Regions from separate parts of the Danio rerio genome. Here region 2 is linked to region 1. A link is a contact called in public Hi-C data. All regions are on one chromosome and are shown on one strand. The core of a region is the stretch at or near the end of the contact, and the rest is flanking DNA. Distances in the headings are between cores, read along the strand shown. Region 1 holds the start of arf1 (ADP-ribosylation factor 1). Region 2 holds the start of jmjd4 (jumonji domain containing 4).

What was found. Hi-C and Micro-C count contacts between places; a contact is called where the count stands out from the background.
Region 2: a Hi-C map of an unstated tissue shows a contact between it and region 1, with 4 times the contacts expected there. The contact joins the promoter of jmjd4 here to the promoter of arf1 in region 1. A contact is called at or near these places in 1 of 18 Hi-C or Micro-C datasets (an unstated tissue) and 1 of 4 datasets of contacts at active chromatin or transcription factors (embryo).

What each region holds. Positions count from the first base shown.
Region 1 is chr2:3,224,839-3,229,091 of GRCz12tu, forward strand. arf1 (ADP-ribosylation factor 1) reads right to left here and starts at 1,959. Exons shown (of 5, transcript NM_201452.2): 1 at 1,876-1,959.
Region 2 is chr2:3,570,622-3,574,874 of GRCz12tu, forward strand. jmjd4 (jumonji domain containing 4) reads left to right here and starts at 1,748. Exons shown (of 6, transcript NM_001076628.1): 1 at 1,748-2,345; 2 at 3,774-3,939. The coding sequence starts at 2,093. snap47 (synaptosome associated protein 47) reads right to left here and starts at 1,381. Exons shown (of 6, transcript NM_001045437.1): 1 at 1,235-1,381.

The DNA.
Region 1 (4,253 bases), core at 709-3,208:
AAATATATATGGTTATTTAAGTTAAGATGTTTTATGTTGTCCTCATAACACGTCAGACTTTATTATTGTTTATTCTTAGTTATAAATGCTTGTCCAAGCTGTCGAGTTAGATTAGTTTTATTAATAAAATAATTTATTCGTTTTGACTTTAACATCTGTTATCATGTGAGGCTTTTCATGGTTTTCTTAAAGGGACAGTTCACCCTAACATGAAAATTCTGTCATCCATTTAGTCACCTTTTACTTGTTTAAAACCTGTTTGAGGTTCTTTCTTCTGTTAAACAAACAAGAAGGTATCTTAAAAAAAATGTTGGAAACCGGTAACCATTGACTTTTACAGTATGTGTTTTCCTATGCATATCAATGGTTACAGGTTTTCAGCTTTCTTTAAAATGTCATATTTTGTGTTTTGTGTTCTATAAATAATAACACATTTACGGATCACACAAGTTGAACGCAGCTTTAAATATTATGCCGGAGTAATATAAAATAAAAACATGAAACCTCTGGAGAGTTTAAACGTAAAAATTAATAAAGAGATTAAAAATATATATATTTGTTTAAGTTGGAATGTTTTAGTAATGTTATCCTCTTAACACCGTCAGACTTTATTATTGTTTATTTTTAATTAAAATGCTTGTCCAAGCTGTCGAGTTAGATTAGTTTTATTATTAAGATAATTTATTCGTTTTTACTTTAACATCTGTTATCATGTGTAGCCTTTCCAGGTTTTCTTAAAGAGACAGTTTACACAAAAATGAAAATCATCATCGTTTTAGTCACCTTTTACGTGTTTAACACCTGTTTGAATTCTTTCTTCTGTTAAACAAACAAGAAGATATCTTGAAAAATGTTGGAAACCAGTAACCATCGATATTTATAGTATGTGTTTTCCTATACATATCAATGGTTACAAGTTTTCAGCTTTCTTATAAATGTCATATTTTGTGTTTACCAGAAGAAACAAATTCATAAATGTGTGGAGCTATTTGATGGAGAGTAATTAATGGTGACTTCATTTAACTTTACTCTATAAATAATAACATGTGTGATCCATAAATGTGTTATATTTGTTATATACAACTTTATGTAAAATAAAGTTAAGTAAAATAAACTAACAACGCAAAACTTCTGGAGAGTTTAAACGTAAAATTTAATAAGGAGGTAAAATATGACATTTAGAAGAAAGCTAAAAACGTGTAACCATTGACATCCATAGGAAAAACACATACTAGGGAAGTCGATGATTACCAGTTTTCAACATTTTTCTAAATATCTTCTTGTGTGTTTAACAGAGTTTAACTTTAAATTTAATAAAGCAATAAAATATAGTTATTTAAGTTAGGATGTGTTATGTTTTCCTCTTAACACCTTCAGATTTTATTATTATTTATTTTTATTTTTAAATGCTTGTCCAAGCTGTCCTGTTAGATAAGTTTTATTATTAAAATATTTTATTAATTTTGACTTTAACATCTGTTATCATGTGTGGCTTTTCTGGTTTTCTTAAAGGGAAAACCACGCTTTATTAAATTATAATATAATAATTAACGTTAAAACTCTCCGGAAATTTCGCGTTTTTAGTTTATATTACTCCGGCATAGTATTTAAAGTTTTGTTTAACAAATATACCCCATTTACAGATCACACAAGTTATTATTTAAAGAGTAAAATTAACTGAAGTCCCCATACTGCTGTTTCCTTTGTCACAAACACATCATTAATTCAGTTTAACTACGAATATATCGCACGCCTTCCGTTTTAATCACGGACAACATTTCGCGAATATTCGGCAACTGTTTCCATAGAGCAAATACGTCTAATAAAGAGTAAAAGTAGAAAATTGATGAGTTAAAAAAACAAAACAAAACTCACAGTTCCAAGTTTCCTCCTTAAGTTCGAGGCGTTTCCTCCCTCAAGATGGCGGGTTTCCGGCCACGTCAGCACGTATTGCATCACTTCCGTCGAGAAGGTGATAAGAGCGGAGAACTCTGTGGGTCAGGTTTAGTATTGCAGGTAAAGTTATTTTAACGTGTCTTTCAAGTAATTAAAATGTCTGTATCGTAAATATTTACATATTAATCACTTAATATTGTAAATGACGATTTAAACTTTCTGTTTAAGTTATTAAAATTAACTGTATTGCAATTGTTTAGATAACTTAATAGACTTAATATTGTATTATTATCATCTCAAAAGTATCCAAATGATCAAATAAACGAATATAATAACGATTGTTTAGCACGACAAGACAGATAATGTTCGATAAAAAATGATTGTGTGTGTTTGTGTATGGAAAATATCAAGAGAGCATCTGAATTTCCTCAGTTTATATAGATTATTTACTTAATGTGTTATTCTATTTGTTATTATTTAACAGTAATATTATTTTTTAAGTTGTATTCTATGACATTTAATCCATTGTTCAAATAAAATAGTGTCATTTAGAGCAAAACCAGACATTTGCTATTATTACAGTGTGATTTAATGAGGTTTAAAGCAGTGTGTGATTTATACATTGACGATCGGGGGACAACTAGTTTTTCGGATGTAGTTTGATAATACCTGCTTCAGTGAAGCATATTTGTGAATGTTTTTAAATGACATCTAATAATAAGTGTTATTTAGAGCTAAACCAATCCAGACATTTGTTATTACAGTGTTATTTCAACAAATATTGGTATTGTGTTGTCTATAATGAATGTAAACTATATAAAATGCCTCAAATCACAGTTAATTCTGTGTAATTTTACACAAAAACTTAGGTTTAAACTGTGTGAATTGCACATTGACGATCGGGGGTCAACTTTTTTGGTAGTAGTTTGGCAATACATGCTTCAGTGAAGCAAATTAGTGAATATATTTAAATGACATGTAATAATTAGAGTCATTTAGAGCGAAAATAATCCAGACATTTGTTATTACAGTGTTATTTCAACAAATATTTGTATTGTGTTGTCTAAAATGAATGTAAACTATACAAATTTGCCTAAAATCACAGTTTATACTGTGTTATTTTACACAAAATGACATCTAAACAGTGTGCGAATTATACATTGACGATCGGCGGTCAACTTCTTTGGTAATACATGCTTCAGTGAAGCAAATTTGTGAATGTATCAAATAATTTGTGTCATTTAGAGCAAAACCAATCCAGACATTTGTTATTACAGTGTTATTTCAACAAATATTGGTATTATGCAGTCCAAATTAAATGTAAACTACTTAAAAATGCTTAAAATCACTGTATATTTTCTGTTATTTTACCCAAAAAATGAGGTTTAAACAGTGTGCGAATTTTACATTGACGATCGGGGTTCAACTATTTTGGTAGTAGTTTGGCAATACCTGCTTCAGTGAATCAAATTTGTGAATATATTTAAATGACATGTAATAATTAGTGTAATTTAGAGCAAAACCAATCCAGACATTTGTTATTACAGTGTTATTTCAGCAAACATTAGTATTATGTTGTCTAAAATAAATGTAAACTATATAAAAAGGCGTAAAATCACTGTATATTTTCTGTTATTTTACTCAAAATGAGTTCTTAACAGTTTACGAATTTTACATTGACGATCAGGGGTCAACTTTTTTGGTAGTGTTCGGTAATGCATGCTTTAGTGAAGCAAATTTGTGAATGTATTTAAATAACATCTAATAATTAGTGTCATTTAGAGCAAAACCAACCCAGACATTTGTTATTACAGTGTTATTTCAACAAATATTGGTATTCTGTTGTCTAAGATGAATGTAAACTATATAAATTTGCCTAAAATCACAGTTTATACTGTGTTATTTTACACAAAATGACATCTAAACTGTGTGCGAATTATACATTGACGATCTGCCGTCAATTTCTTTGGTAATACATGCTTCAGTGAAGCAAATTTGTGAATGTATCAAATAATTTGTGTCATTTAGAGCAAAACCAATCCAGACATTTGTTATTACAGTGTTATTTCAACAAATATTGGTATTATGCAGTCCAAATTAAATGTAAGCTACTTAAAAATGCTTAAAATCACTGTATATTTTCTGTTATTTTACCCAAAAAATGAGGTTTAAACTGCGAATTGCACATTGACGATCAGGGGTCAACTATTTTGGTAGTAGTTTGGCAATACATGCTTCAGTGAATCAAATTTGTGAATATATTTAAATGACATCTAATAATTAGTGTCATTTTGAGCAAAACCAATCCAGACATTTGTTATTACAGTGTTATTTCAGCAAACATTAGTATTATGTTG
Region 2 (4,253 bases), core at 498-2,997, 350 kb after region 1:
TCAGCTTAAAGTGACATTTAAAGGTTTAACTAGGTTAATTAGACAAGTTAGGATAATTAGGCAATGAAACAGACAATAAAAATATGCACCGCTTAAGGAGGCTAATAACATTGGCCATAAAATTAGGGATGCTCCGATCAGGATTTTTTAAGCCAATACAGAGTACCGATTCTTTGGCATTGTGATCAACCGATACCGATTCTGATGCTTCATGCTAATGCATAAAGCACGTTTTCCCTCAAAGTATGATACTTAAGTGGAGATCTCGCCTTACCTAAGAGAATAAATAAACATGTCATGGTCAAAAGCAGCTTTACAGAACAAAATAGATGAAATTGGTAAGAAAAATAATTGATAATGTAGTTTAGAAACATTGCAAATTATATATGACGCATACTTGATGCATAAGAAGTTAAAACGCACACCTATAAATATATTACTTCTTTACTAAAGGGAAGTAGGGCTAAGAACTTTTGTTTATTGCAATAAACGGATTACAAAAAGTTATGTCTATTCACAGAGGTCGGTAGTAACGAAATATAACATTTGAACATTACAAGTCAGCCACCTTTTTTCACAATAAACTACGTGAGCATTTTCCATTATGCTATTTTTGTTACATCCTCAGACATTTTTAAATATTTATAATCCAAAATTACAGACTTTTTTTAAACATTATTTGAAACAAATGGCTAAGAAATAGTTATTAACTTGTTTTTTTTTTTTTTTTTTTTTTTGGTGGGGCCAGTGAAAATTTTGGCAGGCAAGTAAAAAAAAGTAAAAAGCCACTGGCTACAATCAGGCCAGTAAAAAAAAAACCTACATACATACATACACACACACACACACACACACACACACACACACACACACACACACATATATATATATATATATATATATATATATATATATATATATATATATATATATATATATATATATATACATGAGCTTTTAACTATATATATATACATACATACATATATATATATATATATATATATATATATATATATATATATATATATATATATATAATATATATATATATATATATATATATATATATATATATATATATATATATATATATATATATATATATATATATATATTTACAATCTCTATTCAATTTATTACACACACGTATATTATAGGGGCTTCGACTAAAATCATAATCAAAACAGCTCAAGTACAGAAATAACCTCCACAGAAATGAAATATTTCATACCTTTTAGGATGTCTTCAGAATTGAAAGTGGCAGCTACAGCAAGGTGTGACGTAAAGTACGCATTGGGATAAACAATATCCCTTCACATTGTAAAGTTGAGTTGATTTGATATGTTTGCAGCGAGGCAAATTGTTCTCGGATGCGAGACATTTGCTGCACTACTTTAGTGTTTCCTGCTACATCTAATTAAAACGCCAAATCAGAAGAAATATCAGCAAATATCAGATTATAGTTCGCTGCTGTGTTATAGCGATGTAAACAGCCCAAGCAAAGGGTGAATGTTTGGTGCGCTCATGTTTACACTCCGATACACAACAACAGCCATGATTAAAGATTCCGCTCTAAATTTGACGGGACAGTATGTACTATTTGTCTAGTTAAGTACGTCAGAAATTCGTTTTATAGTGAATTAACAAGTATTTAATTTACATTATTTATTTTTTCACACAACTTATTCCGTACGAGGATATCACCGAGCTGGTGTGCACACGGTATTTTTTCCGGTGGGCAACTGGATAGCAATGTTCCAAGTGAAGCTGGCGCTGAAAAAAACACTGTTATTTTTGATCTATAAACATGTATAAAGCGACAGTGGCTTCGTAATTATATTTTAATAATGCATAACGTTAAGCGTGACGTTGGACCGTCGAATTATTAGTAGCACTTCCACAACATAACAATAACCAAGCAAGCCTGTCATCCGAGAGACATGAGGCTGTTGAAATGTATTCGACCCTATGCTGATATTATTTTTTTGTCGTTGAATTAAAATATTATATAATTTTATATAGTATTTTTTTCTGAAATAACATGTTAATGAAACCGAACACACAAGACTAAACTGCATATTGAAATGCCATGGATAGGGAAACCTTTCATAGCTGCTCCAGCTTGGTCAAACTGCCCAGGCAGATCCACCAACAGCACTGCTCCTCTCATTTCATCGAGTACATAGAAAGAGAAATACCCTACTCCAAATTCTTCAAGAACTACCTGATCCCGAATCAGCCATGCATGTTCTCCAAAAAATTCACAGAAGAATGGAACTGCAGGAAAAAATGGGTGACGGCTGAAGGAAAACCTAATTTGCAAAGACTTCTGCATGAATTTGGTAAGCAAAACATGTCAATCTTATCATTAATTTAAGTATTATTCTGTATTTAAATTCTACATTCCAACTGTAAATATAAGGTAAGCCATAGGACTCTCGTGATGGGATGTTTGATAATGACTGCTTATTACAGAACTCAGGGTACGGGTGCTGGAAATCCTGGAAAATGCTTGATTTTTAATAGTGTTTTCAAGGTTAGAAAAGTGCTTGGATTTTGGACAAAGTGCTTGAACCTGCTTGAATTTGTAGGGCTTAAAATTGTGACTGTTTTGGTTGCATATGTGCACAATTTTGTCTCTGTGACCTCAACATATATTTTGTAGTTATACAAAATATATAGTTTTCATTGCAAAATGTTCAGCGCATGCGCGCATTTATGGAGCTAAAAATAAGCCAAAACAATCTGAATTTGAATTGAGTTAAATTGAATCATTAACAGTTGTAATTTAATAATACTGATTGATTATGTCCTATTAGAAATGTTTTGAATTTGTATTTCTTATCTTGATAATTGAACATTTGAAATTTAGGACAACTTCATTTTTTAAGTCAGATTTTTATAGACATATTTTCAAAGCTTAAACGACAATCCAATGACTGTAAAACAATAGCAATGCACATGAAATATCATGAACGACTGGTCATGAAAGTTTGGTACTACACCCAAACAAAATCTTACTGTTAGCTCATTTCTTAAGATATCAACTTTAGGTCGAAAGAGACCAAATTTAAAAGCATACTTTATCGAATAACCAAACTTTTTTAAATGTATTTTTTAATCATTTTGGGGTAAACTATCCCCTATGTTCTAAAGTGCTCATCAATTTTTATTTATTTTTTATTTTTTTAAATAGCACAATGGATTGAAATGTGGAAAAGTACATACAATATATATATATCAATGTAATTAATCGTGGTTATTAGGTGCTGGAAACCCACGTGAACATTGGCAGAACATGCAAACTCCACACAGAAACGCCAACTGGCCAATCTGAGGCGTCTTTATGCTGCCATCATTAAAAAAAAATTAAATACCTTTTAGTTGTTCAGCGCTTTCTCCTTGTGTCATTTCATTGTTAATACACACAACTCATTTTCAGATTTTCGTTGTTTTGTTTTTTACCAAAATCTGGTTCAGTTCCATGTCAACAGCTCCTTTAGAAATATTATTCCCAGGAAAAAAAAATGACGTGTTGAATACTGTTTTCTCCCATTGTACACGGCATGTGTCATGTCATGATTTTATAATATCCATGACAGTCTTATAAACACCCATCCAGTAAGGTGTTACCGATAATGTTGTTATGTATTGGTGGTGTGCTAACATTCACAGGTTGATCTCTTGTAACTATTAATAAAGCGATTAAACAAACTGCATCCTCTTACAGTATATACTGTATGCTGAACTGTTAACACTTTGTCCTGCAGATGAGACTCCGGTTCCTGTCGCAAACTGCAGTGTAAAAGAATACAACGCCAACCCGAAGCAGATCATGCCTTTTAAGGAGTTCATCCAATACTGGAGAGAAAGCATACAGAATGGGCATTCTTCGCCAAAAGGATGTCTTTATTTAAAAGACTGGCACATGCAAAGGTAGAGCTCTGTCATAGCTCATTTTGTTGTATAAGAAGTAGTAGTTTTGAATGTGAAACTTTTGGAAACAGTAATAATATAAAGGAACAGTATATTTAAAAAGTTGAAGTCAGAATTATTATTTTTTCAACACATTTCTACACATAATAGTTTTAATTACTAATTTATAATAACTGATTTCTTTAATCTTTGCCATGATGACAGCACATAAAATTAGACTAGAGCTGCGTCCCAAATCGCATACTTATGCACTATTCTACGCCATTTTGTAGTATAAATAGTGTAAGTAGTGTGTTCACACTGAAAACTCTAAA